Linked DNA regions of Pan troglodytes: region 1 is linked to region 2. The links are chromatin contacts, called in public HiChIP or PLAC-seq maps. All regions are on one chromosome and are shown on one strand. The core of a region is the stretch at or near the end of the contact, and the rest is flanking DNA. Distances in the headings are between cores, read along the strand shown.

Evidence for each region. HiChIP or PLAC-seq counts read pairs in DNA pulled down with a chosen protein or histone mark.
Region 1: an H3K4me3 HiChIP or PLAC-seq map of stem cell-derived excitatory neurons shows a contact between it and region 2, with 7 times the contacts expected there. The contact joins the promoter of ZNF564 here to the promoter of LOC468730 in region 2. A contact is called at or near these places in 1 of 7 Hi-C or Micro-C datasets (stem cell-derived neural progenitor cells) and 1 of 1 datasets of contacts at active chromatin or transcription factors (stem cell-derived excitatory neurons).

What each region holds. Positions count from the first base shown.
Region 1 is chr20:15,245,998-15,250,343 of NHGRI_mPanTro3-v2.0_pri, reverse strand. ZNF564 (zinc finger protein 564) reads left to right here and starts at 2,662. Exons shown (of 4, transcript XM_512406.7): 1 at 2,662-2,887. The coding sequence starts at 2,885.
Region 2 is chr20:14,649,081-14,653,543 of NHGRI_mPanTro3-v2.0_pri, reverse strand. It overlaps LOC468730 (zinc finger protein 763-like), which reads right to left and starts at 1,253. Exons shown (of 5, transcript XM_016935132.4): 1 at 1,127-1,253. The coding sequence starts at 1,129.

The DNA of each region.
Region 1 (4,346 bases), core at 1,413-3,912, 600 kb before region 2:
CTCAGCCTCCCAAGTAGCTGGGACTACAAGTAGCTGGGACTACAGGCACGCGCCACCACGCCCAGCTAATTTTTGTATTTTTAGTAGAGACGGGGGTTTCACCACGTTGGCCAGGAGGGTCTCGATCTCTTGACCTCATGATCCGCCCACCTCAGCCTCCTGAAGTGCTGGGATTATAGGCATGAGCCACCGCGTCCGGCCTTTTTATTTATTTTTCATAGAGATGGGGTCTCGACATCTTTCCCAGGCTGGTCTTGAATTCCTGGGCTCGAGCAATCCTCCCTCCGCAGCCTCCCAAAGTGCTGGGATTACAGGCGTGAACCACTGCATCCAACCCCTGTCCAGATAATTTTTGGCTTCTGTGTAGAATTCCTTTCCCCAGCATACAGGACAGGGCACTCTTTGGAGTGAAAGTCTTATGACCCACGATCACATTAGAGTTCTGCAGTGGACAGGTGAATGGGGGCAGGAGAAGGTCAGAGAGAGAGAGTTTCTGTTTACTGTAATAAGGACTATGGGAGTTATGAGTCAGGAACCATGGATGGAAACCAATGTATAAATCATAATAGCATAGCTGATATCTTTGTTTTCTCAAAGGAATCATTACTTGCCAGTTTTAAAATCCATATAAAGTATTTTAGAATTTTTTGTCTTCCAGCTTATACATAACCACAGAAGGAAAGCAGGAACTCTGCTAGTTTCTTAAAAACAAACAAACAAACAAACAAACAAACAGCAAAGGGGATTGAAGGTCTTTTTTCTTACCTAAGTGGATCAGTGTTGGTGAGAAGCAAGTGAATAAACTGCAGTGGGCAGGAGAGCCTGAGACCAGTCTGGAGCCTGCAAAGAGAGGGAAAGGGTGCTTCTTGGGCAGCCTGCCCTCCCTTGCAGGTGGCCTCCAGCTGCTCAAAAGTGCAGATTCTTTTTTTAATTTTAATTTTATTTTTTACTTTTATTATTTTTTTGAGACAGAGTCTCACTGTTTTGGCACCCAGGCTGGAGTGCAGTGGCGCAGTCTGGGCTTACTGCAACCTCTGCCTCCCGGGTTCAAGCGGTTCTCCTGCCTCAGCCTCCCGAGTGGCTGGGATTACAGGCATGCGCCACCACACCCGCCTAATTTTTGTATTTTTACTATAGACGAGGTTTCACCATTTGGCCAGTCTGGTCTTGAACTCCTGACCTCAGGTGATCCGCCCACCTGGGCCTCTCAAAGTGCTGGTGTGAGCCACCGTGCCTGGCCAGGAATGTGGATTCTGAGAAGCTGCAGAGCTGTGAAAAGCAGGAGATCCAAGTGCAGATGTGGTTGGGTTGGGGGTGGAGGGTTCTGTCTTTTCTGAGGTTGTACCTTTGGCGCCTGGGGCCATTTCCTGGACAGTGTTTTGGTTTTAGCATTCATGGGGTCGCTGAGGTCAGGCTGTAATTTGTATACATGAAGAAAATCTGTGAAGGTCAGGCTCAGTGAAAAACTTGTTTGCATTGTCCCCTGGAGAAAAGGTTTGGGAACATGACAGTTTATTTAGGTCATGACTTTACATTGACTTCGGGTGAGAGTTTCCTGCTGGTACAAATGAAGGTTTTGAAGGAAAGAGTGTTTCCACACTGTGAGGAGAGGACTGGAGGGCACCTTGAGCTCCCAAAGTTGAATTCTTAAGTGTCCCTGTCTCATCACCAGGTTCTGATCCACACTGGGGTTCCATTTCAGCAGTTAGAGTCTGGGTCCCAAGCTTGGGATTATTTTATTTTATATTTCATTTCTTCATTTCATTATTTCATTTCATTTCATATTTCATTTTTTAGTCTCGCTCTGTCGCCCAGGCTGGAGTGCAATGGCGCTATCTCGGCTCACTGCAACCTCCCCCTCCCGGGTTCAAGCGATTCTCGTACCTCAGCTTCCCGAGTTGCTGGGATTACAGGCACCTGCCACCACGCCTGGCTAATTTTTGTATTTTTAGTACAGATGGGGTTTCACCATGCTGGTTAGGCTGGTCTTGAACTCCTGACCTTAAGCAATTTTCTCACCTTGGCCTTCCAAAGTGCTGGGATTACAGGCGTGAGCCACCGCGCCCGGCGCTTGGGAATATTTTTAACGTTATGATTGTGGGTTTTCCTTGTGAACTGCGGGTGAAGCAGGCTGCTTGTCTGAGCTAGTTCAAATGTTTGCTTACTTCTCTTGGTTTCTTTATAGATGATCGCTGTCACAAAAACTCCAGTTTTTCCTATACATTTAATACTTTTATTTCTTTGTCCGTTTTAATTTTCTTGCCTGAAAGAAGCAAGCCCTCCTCCCTCCTGTTACACTGTGGTCTGGCCTGGCCTGGGCGCGCCTCCTACTCCGAGGCCAGGGGATGGCTCCACTGGACGCCGAGTCTGTCATTCCCTATGCACACTTGTGACTCTGTGTCCGGGAGGAAAAGGCAGGAAGGGCACCCTGAGTGCAGAAACACGCCAGTGTCACCTCTGCAGAGCCTGAAACACTTTCTGCTTAAATGCAAATAACCTCCCCGGCACAGAAGGTTACAGAGGGAGGAAGCCCAGCCCGCGAAGGGCAGTGGCCAAGACCCTGTCAATCTGTCTTTACTCAGCCACATACCGCATTGCTTCTCCTGTCACTCAGTACCAAGGGGGCAGGACTTGAATCATCACCCAATCAGGGGCACTAGGGCGGGGACCTGCAAACCATCCAATCAGGAACTCTGCAAGGGGGACGGGGGGCAACGTTCAACAACTCCGCGGGGTCTTCCTGTTTCGTGTCCACTGCGTTTGGGTTCCGGTCTCCGCTTCTCCAGTGGCCCCGGTGGCTCCACCGCAGCGTCTGGCTCGCTGGGACCTGCACAGGCCGGAGAGAGCCGTAGGCAGGACCCTGGGACACCCTGGAAGCCAGGAAATGGTGCGTGTGCGGGGCCGGGCGCCTGGAGACTGGGGGAGGGGCTTGTGGGAACCGGCCGGAACCGGCTGTGGAAGCACCCTGGCCTCCCTGCAGCGACTCCAGGGTCTGGGACCCGAGTTCCCTGGCGCAGCTCGGCCCTCTGTCCCCTCGGCCGCAGGGTGGGTTGGGCCGTAGCCAGTACCTCGGGCGTCCTGTCCCGTCCCTGCGCGGCGACTGCGGCCCCGGCCTCGGAGCCCTCTCTGGGCAGCTCCGCGCCCGCAGCCCCGCCTCTCTCCGGATTGTTTGTGCTGGGACACGGGAGGGTCATAAGGCGGAATCCCGTCTCGGGTGTGCGGTTCGTGCATGGGAAGAGCTGTGGGCTGTGGCCTTCCCAGTACATCCTCTTTTTTTCCGGGGGAATGGTCTTCCTCCGAGTCTTCCAAACGTACTGGAAAAAGAATCTCAAACCTACGACTCCCGTTTTTTTTTAGCCTAGCTTTTTCTGGGGCTGGGAATAAATGCCTAAATTTCCGGTTCCTTCCCCGCATTCCCAAAGGTGACCTCCCCTCGCCAAATCAACATTATCAGCTGTTTTTTGTTTGACATTTAAGACACAGTATTTTAGTTGTTTATAGTTTCTTTCACCATACTCTTTTGAAAGGATTTGTTTTCTGTTTGTTGTTTTTTTTTTCTTTTCAGACAGAGTTTCGCTCTGTCGCCCAGGCTGGAGTGCAGTGGGAAGATCTCAGCTCACTGCAACCTTCGCCTTCCAGGTTCAAGCAATTCTCCTGCCTCAGCCTCCCGAGTAACTGGGATTACAGGCATGCGCCACCACGACCGGCTACTTTTTGTACTTTTGGTAGAGACTGGGTTTCTCCATGTTGCCCAGGTTGGTCTCAAACTCCAGACCTCAGGTGATCCGCTCACCTCCGCCTCCCAAAATGCTGGGATTACAGACGTGAGCCACCGCGCCCGGCCTCTTGTTTGTGTACTTGTAACCTGAGAGGGAAACAGAAAATAAGAACCTAACACTCTACGGTAAAAAAAAGAATTTTTTTTTTTTTTTTGAGACAGAGTTTCGCTCTTATTGCCCAGGCTGGAGTGCAATGGCGCGATCTCAGCTCACTGCAACCTCCACCTCCTGGGTTCAAGCGATTCTCCTGCCTCAGCCTCCCGGGTAACTGGGATTACAGGCATGCGCCACCATGCCCGGCTAATTTTGTATTTTTAGTAGAGACAGGGTTTCTCCATGTTGGCCAGGCTGGTCTCGAAGTCCCGACCTCAGGTGATCCGCCTGCCTCGGCCTCCCAAAGTGCTGGGATTACAGGCGTGAGCCACCGCGCCCGGCCGTGGTAAAAAATTTTTGTGCTTCCCCTCCTTTTATCTTTCCTAAGCCCCAACGCCTAATCAAAATGTCTTTGGGTGGAGCTTCCCCTTTGGAAACTTTACAAGGTGATGTGGCCCTCTATCTTTTCCTGGT
Region 2 (4,463 bases), core at 4-2,503:
TAAGGGAACCCCCAAAAAACCCTGAAAATTGAGTGCCTCTGTATGACAGGATGGGAGGTGAGACAGGTCTCCTTATACCCTCTCCCTTTAGGAGTTTACATGCAGCAACTGACGCACATTCATGTAAAAACAGACATTATCTAACTGGAAAAACAGACTCCTTGTGGCAAGAAGATACCAAATTACAAACAAGACCTAAGGCCACGCCAGGTAAGGGTAAGTCATGCCTTGGAATTCATAAAATCTAGAGAAACAGGACTGTTTTTTGGCTGGGATGGAATCAAGTGGCAGATAACAGACCCCCTTCCTTCAGCATTCCTTCCTACCTCCTCCAAACTTTAGACAAAGCTTCACACTCTCAACCAGCGGCCACCTACAGAATCCCTCAACCACCTGTGCCTTCTAACCCCCCTTCCACAGGTCCCGCCCTTTCTGCCAATGGAACTTACACCTTCCAGGCACTAATTCATGATTTTCCCTGCAATTCCTGTCTCTCTGAAATGAATAAAACCAAATTGTCTTGAGCCGCCTCGGGACCACTCACTATAGGCTTCTTGGGGTTGTGTTTCCCTTGCCAAGGTCTCTCCTATTTGGCTACGAATAAACTTTATTTTACATTGTTTGGCTTTTTCAGTTGACAAACCACAAGCCAGGACTGGGTGGTTCTCATTACTGAATTGCTGTTTGCTCAAATGAACTCTTTAATTGTTAATGTACTTCAGCTTCATTTTTAACAGGAGAAAGTGGGAACTGGGGGCCCCACAGACCACTGCTCCTCCCACGCACGAACCCTACACACGAGTCGGGATTTCCCCCATGACCCTCCCGTGGCTTCCGCACAATCTGGGGAGACGCGGGGCTGCGGGCGCGGAACTGCCCAGAGAGGGCTCAGGGGCGGGGCCGCAGTCACCGCGCAGGGACAGGACAGGACACCCGGGGTCCCGGCTGCCAGCCCAGCCCCGCCCCATCCAGCGGCCGAGGGGACCGAGGGCCGAGCAGCTCCAGGAGGACTCGGTCCCAGACCCTGGAGTCGCCCGCAGGGAAGCCCGGGTCCCGCCGCAGCCGGTTCCGGCCGGTGCCAGGCAGCCTCTACCCCGTCTTGGGACAACCGGCCATGCACACGCACCATTTCCTGGCTTTCAGATGTCCTGGGGTCCTCTCTACAGCTCCTGTGACTACAGCAGGGCACAGCGCAGGAGACAGAGCGATAGACACCCGGGTAGAGGCACCAGGTCCCTCTCGGGGATGGATACAGCGGATATCAACCACCGGCTGCGCAAGGACAAAGGTGAGGACAGGAATGCGACCCACTCTGTGCCTGGATAAACAATGGGCAGGGCCCTGCCCCAGCACCTCTGATTGGATGGAATGCTAGGCCCCGCCCCTCACTTCTGAGTGACAGCGGAAGCCTTGGGTATCAGGCCCGGCAGAGCCAGACTGACTTGACGGATTCTAGCCACAGCTTCTCTAAGGGCGAGGTGCTTCCTGTACTCTGATTATTGGATATTTGCATTTCAGCCAGACTTGCTACAGATATAAGAGAACACTAGCGTCTTCCTCACTCAAGGGATTTTCCCCGCTCCTTCGTTCTGCACGGGGTCACAGGAGTGTGCAGGGAATTTCAGACTCAGTGTCCATAGGAGCCATCTGCTGGCCTCAGAGCAGCAGGGGAACCGAGACCAGGCCAGGCACGACTGCACCAGGAGAGGCACATGTCCTTGAGCGGGCCGGAATTGGGAATGAGGCATGGCCAAGCCTTGCTCACACACCCCCATCCCCTCCTCACAGTGTGAAAATGCTCCCTGCTTCCAGATCTTCATTTTCACCAGCAGGAAACTCTCACCTGGGGTTAATTTAACCTTCTGACCTAAATAAACTGTCAACTTCATGAACCCTTTATCCAGGTGTCGCCCCCAAACAATTCTGTCTCTAGCCTGATATTCACACATTCTCTTTATATATACAAACAACTCTGCCTCCAGCGACCCCATGCGTGTCAAACCCCAAACCCTGCCCAGAAGACAGTCCCAGGCTCCAGAGGTACAACACCATAAAGGACAGAACCCCACAAAGGCGTCTGCACGTCTCTTCTGCTTTCCAGGGCTCTGCAGCTTCTCGGAATCCACACTCCTTCTGGAGCTGATCTGAGCGGCTGGAGGCCACTTGTAGGGGAGGGCGGGCTGCCCGGGAAGACCCCAGGGAATCTCTCGAGAATTTCTCTTCCTTTGCAGGATCCACACTGGCCTCAGCGTGGAGTCACTGGCCTGGGGCTCTGCTGCCCCCTGCAGGTTATTCAGCTACTTCTCACCCGACTGATCAGTTCTATGAGACAAACACCCTCAAACCCCTGCTCTCCTCCTGTTTATGTATAAAATGGGCGAGGAAAATTCTAAGATAACTTAAGTGCATTTAAAAGACTTTCAGATCGCGGTGGAGGTGGCAGCTGAGGGTCCCCTGGTCAGTGACACTGCAGCAACTCCAGGCCTGGCTGGTTGGAGAGAGGGTGGAGAGCTGGAGCTGGATGTGGACAGGTGGAGGGAGCTACCCTGGGAACTGGGCTCTACAGCAGAGCGGATCTAGGGCCCGGAGCCCGGGAGAGCAGAGATGGGGGCTCCCGGGACAGGACGCTTGGGGAGAAGAGAGTCGGGTGGTTTCCATGGGATGGGGGTGCTGTGGCAGCTGGTGTGGGCCTGTGGCTATCATAACTAAGCCCGATTGGGACGTGAAAACTTGGATTCTGTGGGAATTTATGAAGAGGAAGGCTCTGATGACAAAGAAGTCATTGATGAGGAGGGGGGAGAGAGTCACCGGCAAGCTCGCCCCCTTATGGAAAGAAAAGTGAACGCTCAACCACTGCTGCAAAATGGGGTCAAAGGATGAGAGTATCACTGTCAGGGAATAAACTGCTGCATAACTCTGAGAGATTGCAAAAACCTTTCAACAACAGCCTGGGAGGCCGGATACCATGGCTCACGCCTGTAATCCCAATATTTTGGGAGGCCAAAGTGGGAGGAGCACTTGAAGACAGAAGTTGGAGATCACCCTGAGCAGTGAAGTGAGACACTCCCAACTCCATACATCTTTGTTTAGAATTAGCCTGGAGAGGTGGCGTGTACCTATAGTCTCAGCTAGTCAGGAGGCTGAGGCAGGAGGATCACTTGAGCCTCAAAGTTTGAGGCTGCTGTGAGCTATGATCAGGCTACTGCACTTCAGCAAGACACTGTCTCAAAACACACACACACACACACACACACACACACACACACACTCTCTCTCTCTCTCTCTCTCTCACCAAACTACCTGGGGAAACCCTGACCCCCTTGGATGGTCTAATTGTAAAACATAACAGGTGGTGATATTTCCTCATGGACTGGATCATTCCGCCACATAAGAGGCTTGGCCTACTGAGGATTTACCAGGCGGGATGACCTCCTTGCAGTCAATGGAAAAAGCCCCTGGTGAAACCACCCCTTTAAACTTTATCAAATTCATCAGGGAGGATGGGAGGAGGAAAACTTAAACCAAGCTGGCAGCACCTTCAGCATTAATCATTAAGTCAGCTTGTTCTCTGACCTTCCTCATATTTGTTTCATACCTAGTGTCCTAGAATCCCACAGACCCTAAATGATAGTTCCGGTTAACTGCTCTATAGATACCAACTTGAACATTAGATGTTCTCCCTTTGAAATATATCTGTTTCAGGGCTGGGTGCATTGGTCCATGACTGTAATCTCAGCACTTTGGGAGGCTGAGGTGGGGGGGGTCACTTGAGCCTGGGAGTTCAAGAACAGCCTGGGCAATATAGTGAGACTCCGTATGTACAAAAAAATTTAGAAACAGTCGGGCATGTTGGCATGTGCCTTTATTCCCAGCTACTTGGGAGGCTAAGGCAGGAGGATCCCTTGATCCCAGGAGTTTCTGCAGTGAGCTATGATCCCACCACTGCACTCCAGCCTGGGAAACAGGACATGGAGATGAAACCAGACAGTCTTGTATTGAACAAGTGCTGGCAGTATATAATGCTTTCCAGCAGGTAGAATCCTTAAGAAAGAATCTTTCTCTCACTATGAGAGTGGGAGTATCACGCCCGGCTAATTTTTTGTATTTTTAGTAGAGACAGGGTTTCACCATGTTGTCCAGGCTGGTCTTGAACTCCTGAGCTCAGGTGATCCACCCCCATCAGCCTCTCAAGTGCTGGGATTACAGGTGTGAGCCACCGCGCCCGTCCTCCCACTAAGTTTCGTTCATTTGGCCTAGCACAGTTTCTTACGCCTTAATCCCAGCACTGGGGTGGCCAAGGCAGATAGATCGCTGGAGACCAAAATCTTGGGCTATGACCACCCTGGGCAACATAGTGAGACCTAGTTTCTATTTATTTTTATTTAAAAAAGAAAACAATATATATATGTGTGTGTGTGTGTAAAAGAGGCCAAGCGTGGCAGTTCACGCCTATAATCCTAGCA